Regions from separate parts of the Sus scrofa genome. Here regions 1 and 3 are each linked to region 2. A link is a contact called in public HiChIP or PLAC-seq data. All regions are on one chromosome and are shown on one strand. Each heading gives the region's core, a stretch centred on a gene start, on an enhancer-like site or on the middle of the called end of the contact. The rest is flanking DNA. Distances are from core to core; before and after follow the strand shown.

Region 1 (4,123 bases), core at 338-2,837, 250 kb after region 2:
TATCTACTCTATGCTCTATAATATAATTAGCTCTGGCCTAAGGCCCTTGACTCACTTGAGACTGCTAGGCACTCTCCTACTATCTTATTTTCTTTTTGACCTCTTAAAGACACATCTACCATATTTAGGTTGGGTAAAGTAGTACAGAGATAGGATTTGAGATGTTCTTTTTTCTCTCTTCTCCAAAGATTGGTTTCAGTGGAGAAAGGGTATAGAAAAAAGGCAATATGATCAGAGAGAAGAGAAAGAAAAAGGATTATTAACTCATTCTTTGTATAGCCCTGGGTTATTTTGTTTTAAAACACATGCAGTACTTTCATGGTTAAAAACTCCAAAACAGTTTGAAAAATAAAAGTTACCTAGTCCAATAACATAAATCCTCTCTACAATATACCCTCACTGGTTGTCTAGCTTACTTTTAAATAACCCCAGTAATGGAAACTCACAGACTCTTGAGGCAACTTTGGACAGCACTATGAGAACAATGTTTAGAGTTCTGATGGCTCAGTGGTAATGAACCAAACTAGTATCCATGAGGATGCAGGGTTCAATTCCTGGCTCTACTCAGTGGGTTAAGGATCCAGTGTTGCCTTGAGCTAGCCACTAGGGATCTGTACGTCGCAGACATGGCTCAGATCCCTAGTGGCTGTGGCTTTGCCATAGGCTGGCAGCTGCAGCTCCAATTCAACCCCTAGCCTGGGAACTTCCATATGCCACAGGTGTGGCCATTAAAAAAAGGCGGCAACAACAACAAGTCTTCACATTATTAACTCAAAATCAGTCTCTGCGTAGCTTCCCCCCATGACCTTAGTTCTATCTCTTGGGCCCCAAAAGACACCCCTCATCCTGCTTCCCCTTAGATACTAAGAGGCCTAACACCAGCTTAGACACTAGGCAAAGCATAACCCTACGTGCATGGCTTTTCTTCTGGGCTAAATATTTTCTAGGATTTATGAGAAGGATGCTGGAAGATGACAGAGAGACACATGCACTTTTTCAAGATGATGGTTCCTGAGATTGAGCCAGAACACCTTGGCCCCTCAATAGTCTTGTCATAGAAGAGTTTACTGCCTTGTTTTAACACTCCCACTTAGAGAAGAAAGCAGGTAGCCAGGCACTCGTGCGGGCTCTAAACATGGAAAACGTCCTGCACACAGGCAGTCAGGCCCCTAGACTAAAAATGGAAGCAGCCCTATATGCAAACAAATCAGAGCTTGGCATTGGCTGAGGAGGGCAGGAGAAAGGGCCAAAGAGAATGTTCTGGGCTGGGCCACTTGTTGATGTTAGACATTCCTACCTAGGAAATGCACCCTGAGCAATGCTTTCATTCTGACCACAGTGCATTAGTCAGATACACAGGCTTCTCAGAGGCAAGATCGAGGAAGACGATGCAAATTTTCAAGTGTGGGAACATTACTGACACGGAACAAGTTTGAGAACTTGAAAGTGAAAGTCACTGGAAAGAGTTTGTTGGTAAAGAATAGAATATGAAAATGAAACAATATTTTAAATGGAGCACACTTCCCATGGCCTTTCATTTCACTCTGTGACTCAAACTGGGAGTTTCTGGGCCATGCAGAATCCTGTTTGGTCAAGTGACCTGCCTACTCTTTTCTGACGGACCTTAGCATAAATATCTGGGGAATTACTCAGTCCACGTCATTGTGATAACGATTACAAGCACATCTGCTTGCTTCTGCAGAGTGCTGTGGAGGTTACAAAGCACTTGCCTGAATATTTTCTCATTTTGCCCTCACACAAACTCTGTGAGGTGGAGATTATTGTCTGTTACAGGTAGGGAGCTGCTTCATGTTCAGGAGGGTTTTATTGTTTGTTTGTCTTGTCTTGTTTTGTTTTATTTTGTCTTGATTTGTTTTCTATGACACTACAGCCGTCAGGACTGCTACCACAGTCCACCCAGTCTTAACCAACTGCAACCAAGACACACCTAAGCATCACCCCACCACCCTTAACTAGCCCAAGGCCTAGTCATCCGAGCGAGCAAGCCCAGGGCTTCGCGTCAACATACACTATGCTGAGTTATCATCCCTAATATCTTTAAAGCAAAACACCCCCGGACAAGACTGTGTTTGCGGCAGTGCTCACCCTCGGGCCCTGGTGTCCTTGATAAGGCAACACAGATACTGGATCACTTTTTATCCGCTTCAGGAAGGACAAATAAACCACTGTGGCTCCATTGTTACCTGGTCTCAACTTTTCCCCGCTATAGAACTAAAGATATTCCTAGAGTGTGTTTCACTCAGATGAATACAGCCTGATGAAATTTCACTGCCAAATAAGGAGAAAGATCATGTGCTACATTCCCTGGAGCTGTATTATAGCCTGGCAAGCAGCTTCCTGCAATACCCATTTTAAAAGATTAGCAGGAGGAAGAAAACCAAGGTTACAATAAAAGAGTCATTACTAAAAGTTCTCAGGATAATTCCTTTCTTTGAAGCCTAAACACACAGCAAGCATCTTCTAACACGATGGTAGTAGTTACAGCAGGAGTATTCAAAGGGCAGGGGAGCCCTGAGGGTATTGAGTATTTTTCCGTCATTTTCTCCACGGTAGATTTAAAGGAGACTCTCACATTTTTTCAGACCGAAATCATCTCTCTCCTTGTCCTCACTTCAGTTCTTTCAAATGCTGAAGAGCAATGAAATGAAGGAGACAGAAAAACCTGTTTCGGTGCGCTTGGAAAACCTTGCGTTTTTGAAGGGAATCTTCAGGGGAGGGACCACTTGCCCTGAGGGAGAACCAGTGAAGCTCTGAAAACACAAGACCCTGGAAACCAGAGAGGCCACCCATCAGAGACCACTCAGAGATGGTCAGCAGCGGTTGCTGCACACTCGGCCACTCCCCTGAGCTCAGGAAGGACGACCAGCAGTTCTCCAGTGCCCTGTGCACCTCACAGCACCTAGCATGGTGCCTGACTCACACAGTGTGCCGTAAATATTCGTTGACTAAAATCAGATAAAATGGAAGCAGGCTCCCATACGTTCCTAAGTATCAGACATGAGCATACTAGAGCAGACGTGTTTGCTCTTGGAAGAAAGGAGAAAGAAATACTATTTTGAATCTAATGCCTTTGAGTCTTACGATGGGAAGGGACAGAAAATCCTCCCAGTCCATCAGATTCTGCACACTGGAGCCCCCATCATGAGAGAAGAAAGGGCTTCCATGGAGCACTACCACCTAGAGAACATTTTCAACCTCTCAGCAAATCAGAACTTCACCTCAAGACAAGCCGATCAGAGATCTCCACTGATTCCATTCCACTCAGAAAAGATTTCATGTTCAGATGCTCACAGGGTTTGCTTTGTGAGTGCTGGCTACCAAACTGCTGCTGAGCCCTGGTACAGCTCTAAGAGAGAACAGCTTGTTACCACGCAGATTTCCCACACAACATCTTGAATATAATGTATAACCCCAGAGAGGTTTTGCTGTTGAATAGAGATGCTGTGATGTATGGTGCAGCTGCAGACCTGGGAGGAGGGTCCACTGGCCTGAGTTCAAGCTCTGCGATGTTCCAGCTGTGGGGCCACGGATACATTATTTCACCTCTCTGAGCCCTGGTGTTTTCATCTAGAAAGTGAGAGGCTGAAAACAGTTGACCTCAAAGATCCTTTCTGGCTTCTAGCACTTTTAACACTCCATGACTCTGTGAAGAAAAACAACTAAAATTAAACCCTTTATGGCTTACATGCCATGTAAGAAAACAGGTTGATGCATCAACAGGTCATGAAGACATGGATCCCATTAGCGAAAGCTCAGCCCTTTCTGTGGCTGAAAGGAATGAGGAGAATATTTTGGCTTTCAAAGTGGGCAAAGATTTGGTTTGGACTTCTCTCTAAAAAGACAGCATGTCTCAGCAGTCGAAATGGTGCCAGGAGCCGCAGGCTGGGTCACTGCCTTTAGTGAGGGAGGCCCAGCATGCAGAACACAAATTTCTTAATTATCATTACTATAACCTTTACTAAGCCTTGTTTTTCTTGGGGGCTCTCCTGGTCAGGTAATCTGAGTTAGAGCCAACCCAATTTATAAAATTTGAGACTTTTCCCACTGTAGGTAAGATTACATGCTATTTTAAGAAACCTCTTGGGGGATGAGGAAATATGCT
Region 2 (4,108 bases), core at 234-2,733:
AGGAGTGAAGTAATTTTTGTCAGTTAATCATGGAAGCATAGGCACAAAGCACATGCATTGTGCAGAAGATCCTCCTAGATGCTATAGGCAGCTTGCATCCCAATGGCAGAGGCACAAAAGGGATCCATGATGAATACATAAGAAGATTGCCCATGGAAACATGACAATAAACTTATAATTATACACGGCTACACAGGAATTGGTCCACTACCTCCAGTAGAAGTGTAAATTGGCAAACCTCTTTGGAGAGCAATTTGGGAATACAGAGTAAAGAGAAACATATGCATCCCCATTCTACTTTTTGATATAGACTGGAGAAACCCTCACACCTGCACACCGAGAAACGAGTGCAACCAGATTCACTGAGTTAACAAATAATCAAAATTTCCTCCAGTAAGGGAATGGGTGACATGTGGTATATTCATGCAATGGATAAAATAAAAGAACATGATCTACGTGTATCGACACGGATATGCTGCAAAAACACGATGCGAAGGGGAAAAAGCCAGTTGCGGAATGATGTGAACAATAAGCCATTTATGCACGTCCAGGATGCGCTCCTAACAAATATGATGTTTGGGTTCACATATATGTGGGAAAGTTTTTCAGAATCGGGTAGGGATATGTATCAAACCCTGGGGGGCTTTTGGTGTTTGTGGAGGAGCATAGGGGTGAGAGAGGAGGGAGTAGGATGAGGTGCGACGGAATTTTGAATTTTGGCAAGTTTTATTCCTGTAATTAAAAAAAAAATCTGAAATTAGGAGTTTGGGATTAACATATACATACTGCTTGCTATATATGAAAGAGATAAACAGCAAGGACCTACTATATAGCACAGGGAACTATATTCAATATCTTGTGATTACCTATGGTGGAAAAGAACATGCAAAGTACATATATGCCAATATGAAAAGTATATATATTAATATGCAAAGAATATAAAAAGTATATATATATACACACACACATATATATACATATATATATATACACCTTTTCTTTGGCCACACCAGCAGCATATGCAAATTCCTGAGCCACGGATCGAACCTTTAGCACAGACCTGAGCCACTGCAGGGATAATACCAGGTCCTTAACCCACTGTACCACAAGAGAACTCTTATATATAATTTATATATATATACACATATGCCCTAAATCATTTTTCAGTATATGTGAAACTAACGCAACATTGTAAATCAATCATACTTCAATTTTAAAAATTTGAAACAAATATCAAGATGTTAATGTGTTAATTCTGTGTGTTAGACTCATGGATTTTGCTGTATTATTTTCTGTACTGTTCCGTAGTTAAAATATATTTCCCACACTGGAAACAAACTCTCTCTGAGGCTAACAGCGAGAGTCAGAGGAGTGACAAAGCAGGGGGCCCGTGTGGGCCGATGTCATGGAAGGAGGGACAGGCAAGCGAATGCTGAACGAGAAGAAGAGCCTCTGCAACTGGCAGTCCTGCCCCCTCTTCCTGGGGAAGTGCCTCACTGAGAAGCAGGCCGAAGCAGCACAGGACAGGGTGACAGGCCCCCTCTGCCCCCTCTCTGTGGCGTGTGGGAGTGAGACATTCTGCTGCACAGACTCCCAGGACTCTCTGGCCAGGCCCCACAAACCTGCCAGGCTGTGCCTGGTGCGTGGATGATACTGACCAAGCAGACGCCTCCATACCTGGGTGGAAACAGATGGAGAATCTGCTGGTCACTTTGAGTCCACCAGGCAGAAACAGGGGCTCCTGATTCTAACTGAAATCAGATGAACTCAGATGGTGGTATTTGAGGGAAAAGAAGTTTTCAATGAATCACCAGCTGGCTCATGATGAAGAAAATGGGGTGGAAGAACCCAACCCAACTTTGTGACAACATGCTTCAAAAGCATGTGATCAAACAACCATTCTTGATTTTACAAGAAAGATAAGGCACATAGCTTTTTTAGCTCTTAAAAAAAAAAATCACTGTTTCTTTGCTTTCTGGTTTCTTCTGAGTCCCTATAGTAGGTGGTTGGAAAAGAGAAAACTAGCTTTGTTTCCAGAATCTTCTCCAGACCTATCTCAGGGTGTCCTGGGGTTCCCAGCCCTATCCCCAAGTTTATTCTGCTCATAGAATGAATAAGCAATGAGATCCTGCTATATAGCACAGGGAACTATATCCAATCACTTGTGATAGAACATGATAGAAGATAATACGAGAAAAGGAATGTATATATATGTATGACCGGGTCAATTTGCTGTACAGATGAAATTGCCAGAACATTGTAAATCAACTATTCCTTCATTTAAACAATATTTAAAAACCCCTAAACTAGTAGAGAACAGCATCAGAATCCAGATTCAACCTGCCTTACCTGGTCCTGATTTAAAATATATATATATATATATTTATATAAAAGCAAACAATTCTGTCCTGTTGAGAAACTAGTCCATTGTCTTCTGCCACGGTGAAAACAACTTGGTTTTTGTTCTTGAAAGGCTTCCTAGTTTCCTGAGGAAGAGTACAGGGCAAAGGAAGTGTGAACAAGGAGAAGCCTGCCGAGTCCACGGCTGCCTTTTCCCAGGCCAAAGCATCCTAGAATACCTGCTTCTTCACCAAGTCCCCAGACCTTTACTGCCAGGAGTCCCATGAAAGCCAGGATGGCTCCGGGAAAGCCAGGCCCTGGGTTTTCCCTGGGCTGCCTGCAGCATCAACAATAGCCTGGCTGCTTTCAGGTATAGAATCTTTATTCTTGGCCCTGACGCAGAGGCCCAGGGGCCCCAGCTGTGTTCTGGGTGGCACAACATGTGCGTGCTGGGGAAGCAAAGGATAGCACCAGAACAGATGTGGCTCAAGTTGGAGCTCACGGTACCTGCTCCCTTTGCTTCTGAGGACCCAGTCCATGAAAGCCCGTTCCCAGAGCCAAGTCCTGCTTTCCCCCTCTGCTAGGTCTCGCCACCACTTAGCCTCCCTCTGGGCTGGTCAACCCTCTAAGCTTTCCCACTCAGTCAGCACTGGGATTTCATGGTGAACTCTGAGAACAAAAGGAAAAATGGATGAATGGGAGCTTCTCCGACACCCCTCCACCTTCCCCACTTCGGTTGCACAAAATAGTTGACCTCTCCCTCTGCTGGGACCTGGCCCCTCTGAGACCGAACCATCAGGAAGCTGGGGGCTGTGAGATCCTTCTCTGTTGGGACCCAAATATTTCCAGGGGCTGGGGCCCAAGTACTTCCAGAGGCTTGGGTTCAACCAGGAGAGGCCAGGATCTGGGACCAGTTGGAGACAGACAAAGAAGATGTAAACAGCCTTGTATCACCATGGTAACAGCCTGAGCCAGGCGGCCTCCTGAAGATGCTGGGAGAATGGGCTTCCTTTCTTTTTCTTTTTCTTCTTTTTCTCTCTCTCTCCCTCTCTCTCTCTCTCTCTTTTTTTTTTCCAAAGGAGAATAGTTCCGCTTTCTATTTTACTACAACAATAGCACGGACTGGCTCCTTCAAGTGTTTCAAAAAGCAGCCTGAGAAATCTCTAACCAGGCCCCTCTGTCTCTCCAGCCTGCCGTTTTATTGTCCCTCCCATCCCAGCGAACAAAGGGGCAGGAAGGGTACGAGGCCCCCAGTTGCCGGCTGTTCTCAGCATCCTAATCCTTGAGCACTGGTGAGGGGAATGGCCTGTGGAGCCGGTAAATCGAAGTCTGGCCTCACCTTTTATTTGCTCCCTCTGCTTCTGTACTCAGGAGCTCTCGTCAGGTATTATAAAACCTCCTGGCTAGCGGGCCGGTAGGAATCCTGGGGCTTGCCAAGGGGATAAAAGGCACCTAGGGATCATTCCCACGTTCACGAACAGCCCTGCCCCCCTCCCCCCCGGCAAACCCAGGGTAGCCTGTTTGGATTGCTCTTTCCTGCCACTCCAGGCAAAAGCTCCATTACAGAGACTGAATGTTGAGCCACGGTGCTGGGCTGGCAGTTTCCTGGGCAGTGGGTACCACAGGAGCTGCCCTCGCTCTTCCAGCTCTTCCCCCGCTCTGCCTCTGCATCCTTTAGACATGGATGCTGCCCCTCCTCTCACCCCCAGGCTGTAGGCACCCACCTCCACACCACCTGAGGACTACTGTGCCAGAGCAACCCCTCACA
Region 3 (4,236 bases), core at 951-3,450, 220 kb after region 2:
AGATACTTGAATCCAGGTGTTCTGTAGGCTGGAAGAGATTTAAATCCCCGAGTTGCCTCAAAAGCAGAAATGTTTTCCCCAATAATCTTCTTCTGAAGCAATATCCCAGGACAGGGAGTGTTGAGGCAGATGCACCTCTGCTCACATAATTGAAATAGCAGGTGAGTAAAAGGGGGAGGGGTCAGCTGATGTGATGAAGGGTCATACAGGTGTCCTTGAAAATGGGTGCAAACTGGAGAAGCAACATGTGTGCCTTCTCAGAGACTTAAGGGACAGATTGATACAATTAGCTCAGGGCTGCATACAAATGACACTCCTTTTGTGTAGATGTCTGCAAGTCTCTCTAGGGCCAGCAGTCACTTGGAATTCAGGTCAGCCAGGGAAAGCTGAGTGGGAACATGTGTTTCTGTGCCTCCAAGAACGACTCCCCAACTCCTTCCCAAAGAAGCACATGCAGATAATGGCCTAAAAGGGGTCAGTGTCCTGCTAGTGTTTGGCTGAGGCTTCCAACCTCATTTAAAAAAAAAAAAAAAAGAAGTTAGTCACGTGTAGGAAAATAACATAATCCAAAGTGTGTTCTGCCACAGAAACAACCAATATGGTTGCCAAACACCCAGGGAGAGATTCCTAAAAATCTACATAGCACGAACAGATTCCTGACCTACAATCTACACAGAATACACTCTCTACTGTCCTTGGCCCCCTTCCTCTTCAGCTTCATTTCTAATCATCTCCAAGTACTCACCTCTCACTGGCACCTTAATTTGAACTCAGCATGTCACAAAGGAACCTCGTCACTCCCCGAGGCTGGTCTTCCTCCTAATTTCTCATCGACAGCGTCATGCTTTTTCTGAGTCCCTAATCTGGGGCATCGTCTAAACACCCACATCTGTATCCAAGCAGTCACTGTCCGCCCATTTGACTTCCAAGGTGCCTCTCAAGTCTGCCCCTCACCTTTGCTCCTCCTACTCCCACTTTCCAGCTGGTCCCTTTTTGTGACCCTTTTCTCCCACCCCACACGACCCTCAGAATTCGCTTCCTGAAAACACAATCAAATGAGGTTATTCTTTCTTACAACTTCAGACGTGCTTACAGGGGAAGGCCTTAGTATGCTCCACAAGGTCCACCAGACTCTTAGCCCAACTTAACACACTTGAGCTCATCTTTTGCCACAACTCCATTTTTAAAACGTCTTCTACCTAAGCATGCTGTTGTTCCCTTTCCCACAAGCCATTCCCTCCATTGGTGATGCTCCTCCCACTTCTGTCCATCTGAGAAAGTTCTACCTATTCTTGAAGTTTCCACTCCAGTGTTTCCTTTGCAGAAACATTTGCTGTCGCTCCCATGCTTTCCCAAGTATTTCGCTCATGCCAATCACAAAGCACTAACACAACGCTGAACTGCCGTCAGAGGTGATGTCTTCTTCCCAAAGACGGGAACACTCAGGTCCTGGTAATTAGCAGTAAGTGTCCGTGAGCTGAATGACTAAACGCATCCCCAAAGCAAGAGAAGTGGACTTTCCAGGATAGCTAAGTGCGTCATGAATCTAAAACTAAACATTTCTTCTAAAATAAACTTCATGAGAAGGAATATCAGCCAGACAAAATAATGTCATCAATGTAAGTGGTCTTGGCTTAGACAACCAGAACTGACCTCTCAGTCTGTGAATGTGGTCTCTTAGGGCAACAACCAGTATGGTGCCTGACAAATAACAGCCCTGTATGAGTGGGTGCCGTTGTCACCAGAGGGTTCTATTCTGACCTTTAGTCCATCTAAATAAATAGAAAAATAAGCTGTCTACTAAGAGGCCTACAATACTTAACCTTACATTAAAAAAATCAAAATTCCCACTCACAGCCCCATTTCCTAACACAAGTGAACCCCCCACCCCCCCCACCCTATTTCAAATACATGAATGAGCTGATGGCCTAGGGCCATAGCCCGCATGCTGGCATCTGAGGACAGATACTTAAATGCTCTTGGCAGTATCTTCTAGGTTTTCCTATAGGCCAACATCAGGCCAATTTATCTGACCTCTTTGATCTGCACGGCTCCTCCAGGACCTAGAGCTATTTTCTAGAGGCCTGAATGAGTCAGAAGAAGAACATGATTAATCAACTTGGAAAGATTTGAAAGCTGGAAGAGAGCCATTCTGTGAGTAAAACCTCGGAGCTGTGGGGCTGCAGCCGTTGGAAAGTTAGGGGATTTCCACGGTTGAAGCCATGTGGCCGCCTGGCTATGGTCCCTGACCTTGCAATAAAGACAGAACAGACCTCGCCGGGTGATTTACCTCAGACAGGCTCCTATGGCTGCTGCCTTTGGCTGCTCGCTCTGACTTGACAAAACCAAAGTTATTTCCCCCTGAGCCTTAGGAACTGGCTCCGCAAATTCCCTCTGCTTTTTCTTCCCAATGGGTAGCATTCTCAGCCCCTTGGCTTCACTTTTATGTACAGAGAGGCTTATAATTAGAAGGGTATGTAAAGCATCTGGCCCAGGACTAGACAAACATTAGGTGGGTCTGCTCTTTCCCGGCACGCAAGGTGGATGGGACCCTATTGCTCTTCTTTTTTTGACAGCTGGGAAGCCCTCAATACCACTTGAAATCACTTTTCCTTAAGATGTGTATCACTTGCCACTGCTTCTCACTTGGGCGACTCACATTCTCCCAAATCTTTTATAGGGGACTGGATTCCTGAAGTGACATTTTTTTAAAGATGCTACTCTAACAGTGTCGGGCTTTTATTCCTTAAAGTCCTGCAGACACTGAGGCTGAGTAGGATAAATACATGTTCCCTGTTTGCTGTTTAATGTGTAATGTTTTATTGAGGCAAGAAAAGCGTCTCGAATCTCTGATCTGTCTCCACTGGTATGTCTCTACTTCCATTCTCTTGCCCTTCCACGTTTGGTACGCCCTTCCCTCTTTCTTCTTTCTTTCAGTCAAACACAGCAATCGCTTGGATTTTATTCCCATTTATTGCCATCTCTTTCCTGCTTCTGCTTTCTGTTCTATCACCGCACCCATAATAGGTTCTTTGTGTCTGCTGTCGAAAATGTGTCAGCAGGATCAGGATGTACTAATGCCTGACTGCTTGCTGGTCTCCTGTCCCCGTTTCTCTCTTTAATATCATCTGGTTTCCTTACGTAACTTCTCAGGACCTCGTCCATTAACTTAAGAAAGAAATTTAGGCGAAGGTGTTTAATTCTCTTCCCTATCAGAAAAATGAAAACTCCAAGTGTCTGCCCATTCAGCAAACTAACTGCCTGAATGCGGTCATACATCTTAGCTATACATGCAGACATATACATGTAAACTTTCACTGACAAAAGAGTTCTCATCCCTTGAGTCATGGTTCACAAGGCATTTGTTGAGCAATGCTAGCTGCTGCTTTTCACCGTGCTGGCATGGAGAGAGAGCCCTGGGGATTTTGCCTTTTGGCCCACAGATCAGTAAACACATTAGGGATTAACCGTGAAGTGATAAGAAGCTTGGGAGTAGGGCACTAGAACATTGATTTAGAGGAGGCGAAAAGAAAGGAATTTCAGGAAAAGGAATAGAAGTTATGAAATGGAAAAGAATTTTTAAAAGAATGTGTGTGTGTGTGTGTGTGTGTGTGTAACTGAATAGCTCTGCTGTACAGCAGAAATGAACACAACACTGTAAATCAACTATACTTCATTTAAAAAAAAAAAAAAAAAGCTATGAACTGTAAGACCAAATAGGGAAAAGAAAGGAGAGATGAAATAGAGTTAAGAGAAAAGAAGATTTAGAGAGAAAACACAAGACTAGATGAAGGAAGGCAGAGTGGTTCAGGAAAGAAAGAAAGCGGGCATAGAGCCATGAGAGCAGAAAAAGGTGGCCCACAGCTGGCCATCCACTTGAGAAAAAGCGCACGAAGGAACATACTTAGGAGTAAGTAAATACAGATGAGAAAACATTCCAAGTCAATGTGTCATCCGCATTTTAAAATCCCCTTTGTTATTATAATCTACTATCCACAATATGGCTTCTTGTTAGAAATCCCTCAGCCTATGGAAATAGAAATCTCTGTCTTGCTGATCCTTTTGAAGTGAGTTACTCTCATCAAAGCCCGCAAAGACTCAAATCCTGTGGATTGACACAACTCAAAAGTGAGACAATCGCTTAACCGGGAGGTTCTTGTGACAGTTTACTTCTAATAACTGGCCTTAATTTTGGCCTTCCAGAAGGGATGACGACAGTGATGATGGTGATTTTTA

Evidence for each region. HiChIP or PLAC-seq counts read pairs in DNA pulled down with a chosen protein or histone mark.
Region 1: an H3K27ac HiChIP or PLAC-seq map of alveolar macrophages shows a contact between it and region 2. The contact joins two enhancer-like sites. A contact is called at or near these places in 1 of 47 Hi-C or Micro-C datasets (embryonic fibroblasts) and 1 of 2 datasets of contacts at active chromatin or transcription factors (alveolar macrophages).
Region 3: a contact with region 2 is called in an H3K27ac HiChIP or PLAC-seq map of alveolar macrophages. The contact joins two enhancer-like sites. A contact is called at or near these places in 1 of 47 Hi-C or Micro-C datasets (skeletal muscle) and 1 of 2 datasets of contacts at active chromatin or transcription factors (alveolar macrophages).

Annotation. Positions count from the first base shown.
Region 1 is chr7:91,920,670-91,924,792 of Sscrofa11.1, reverse strand. All of the region lies in intron 8 of RAD51B (DNA repair protein RAD51 homolog 2), which reads right to left. Among named protein-coding and RNA genes, the nearest start is that of RAD51B, 330 kb to the right of the region's middle. Within about 2 kb of position 1,587, at least 38 of the 83 cell types and tissues checked have an H3K27ac peak or open chromatin away from gene starts, as enhancers often do. A contact at or near this core is called in alveolar macrophages, where this site is marked.
Region 2 is chr7:92,168,131-92,172,238 of Sscrofa11.1, reverse strand. All of the region lies in intron 11 of RAD51B (DNA repair protein RAD51 homolog 2), which reads right to left. Among named protein-coding and RNA genes, the nearest start is that of ZFP36L1, 330 kb to the left of the region's middle. Within about 2 kb of position 1,483, at least 12 of the 83 cell types and tissues checked have an H3K27ac peak or open chromatin away from gene starts, as enhancers often do. A contact at or near this core is called in alveolar macrophages, where this site is marked.
Region 3 is chr7:91,944,460-91,948,695 of Sscrofa11.1, reverse strand. All of the region lies in intron 8 of RAD51B (DNA repair protein RAD51 homolog 2), which reads right to left. Among named protein-coding and RNA genes, the nearest start is that of RAD51B, 350 kb to the right of the region's middle. Within about 2 kb of position 2,200, at least 42 of the 83 cell types and tissues checked have an H3K27ac peak or open chromatin away from gene starts, as enhancers often do. A contact at or near this core is called in alveolar macrophages, where this site is marked.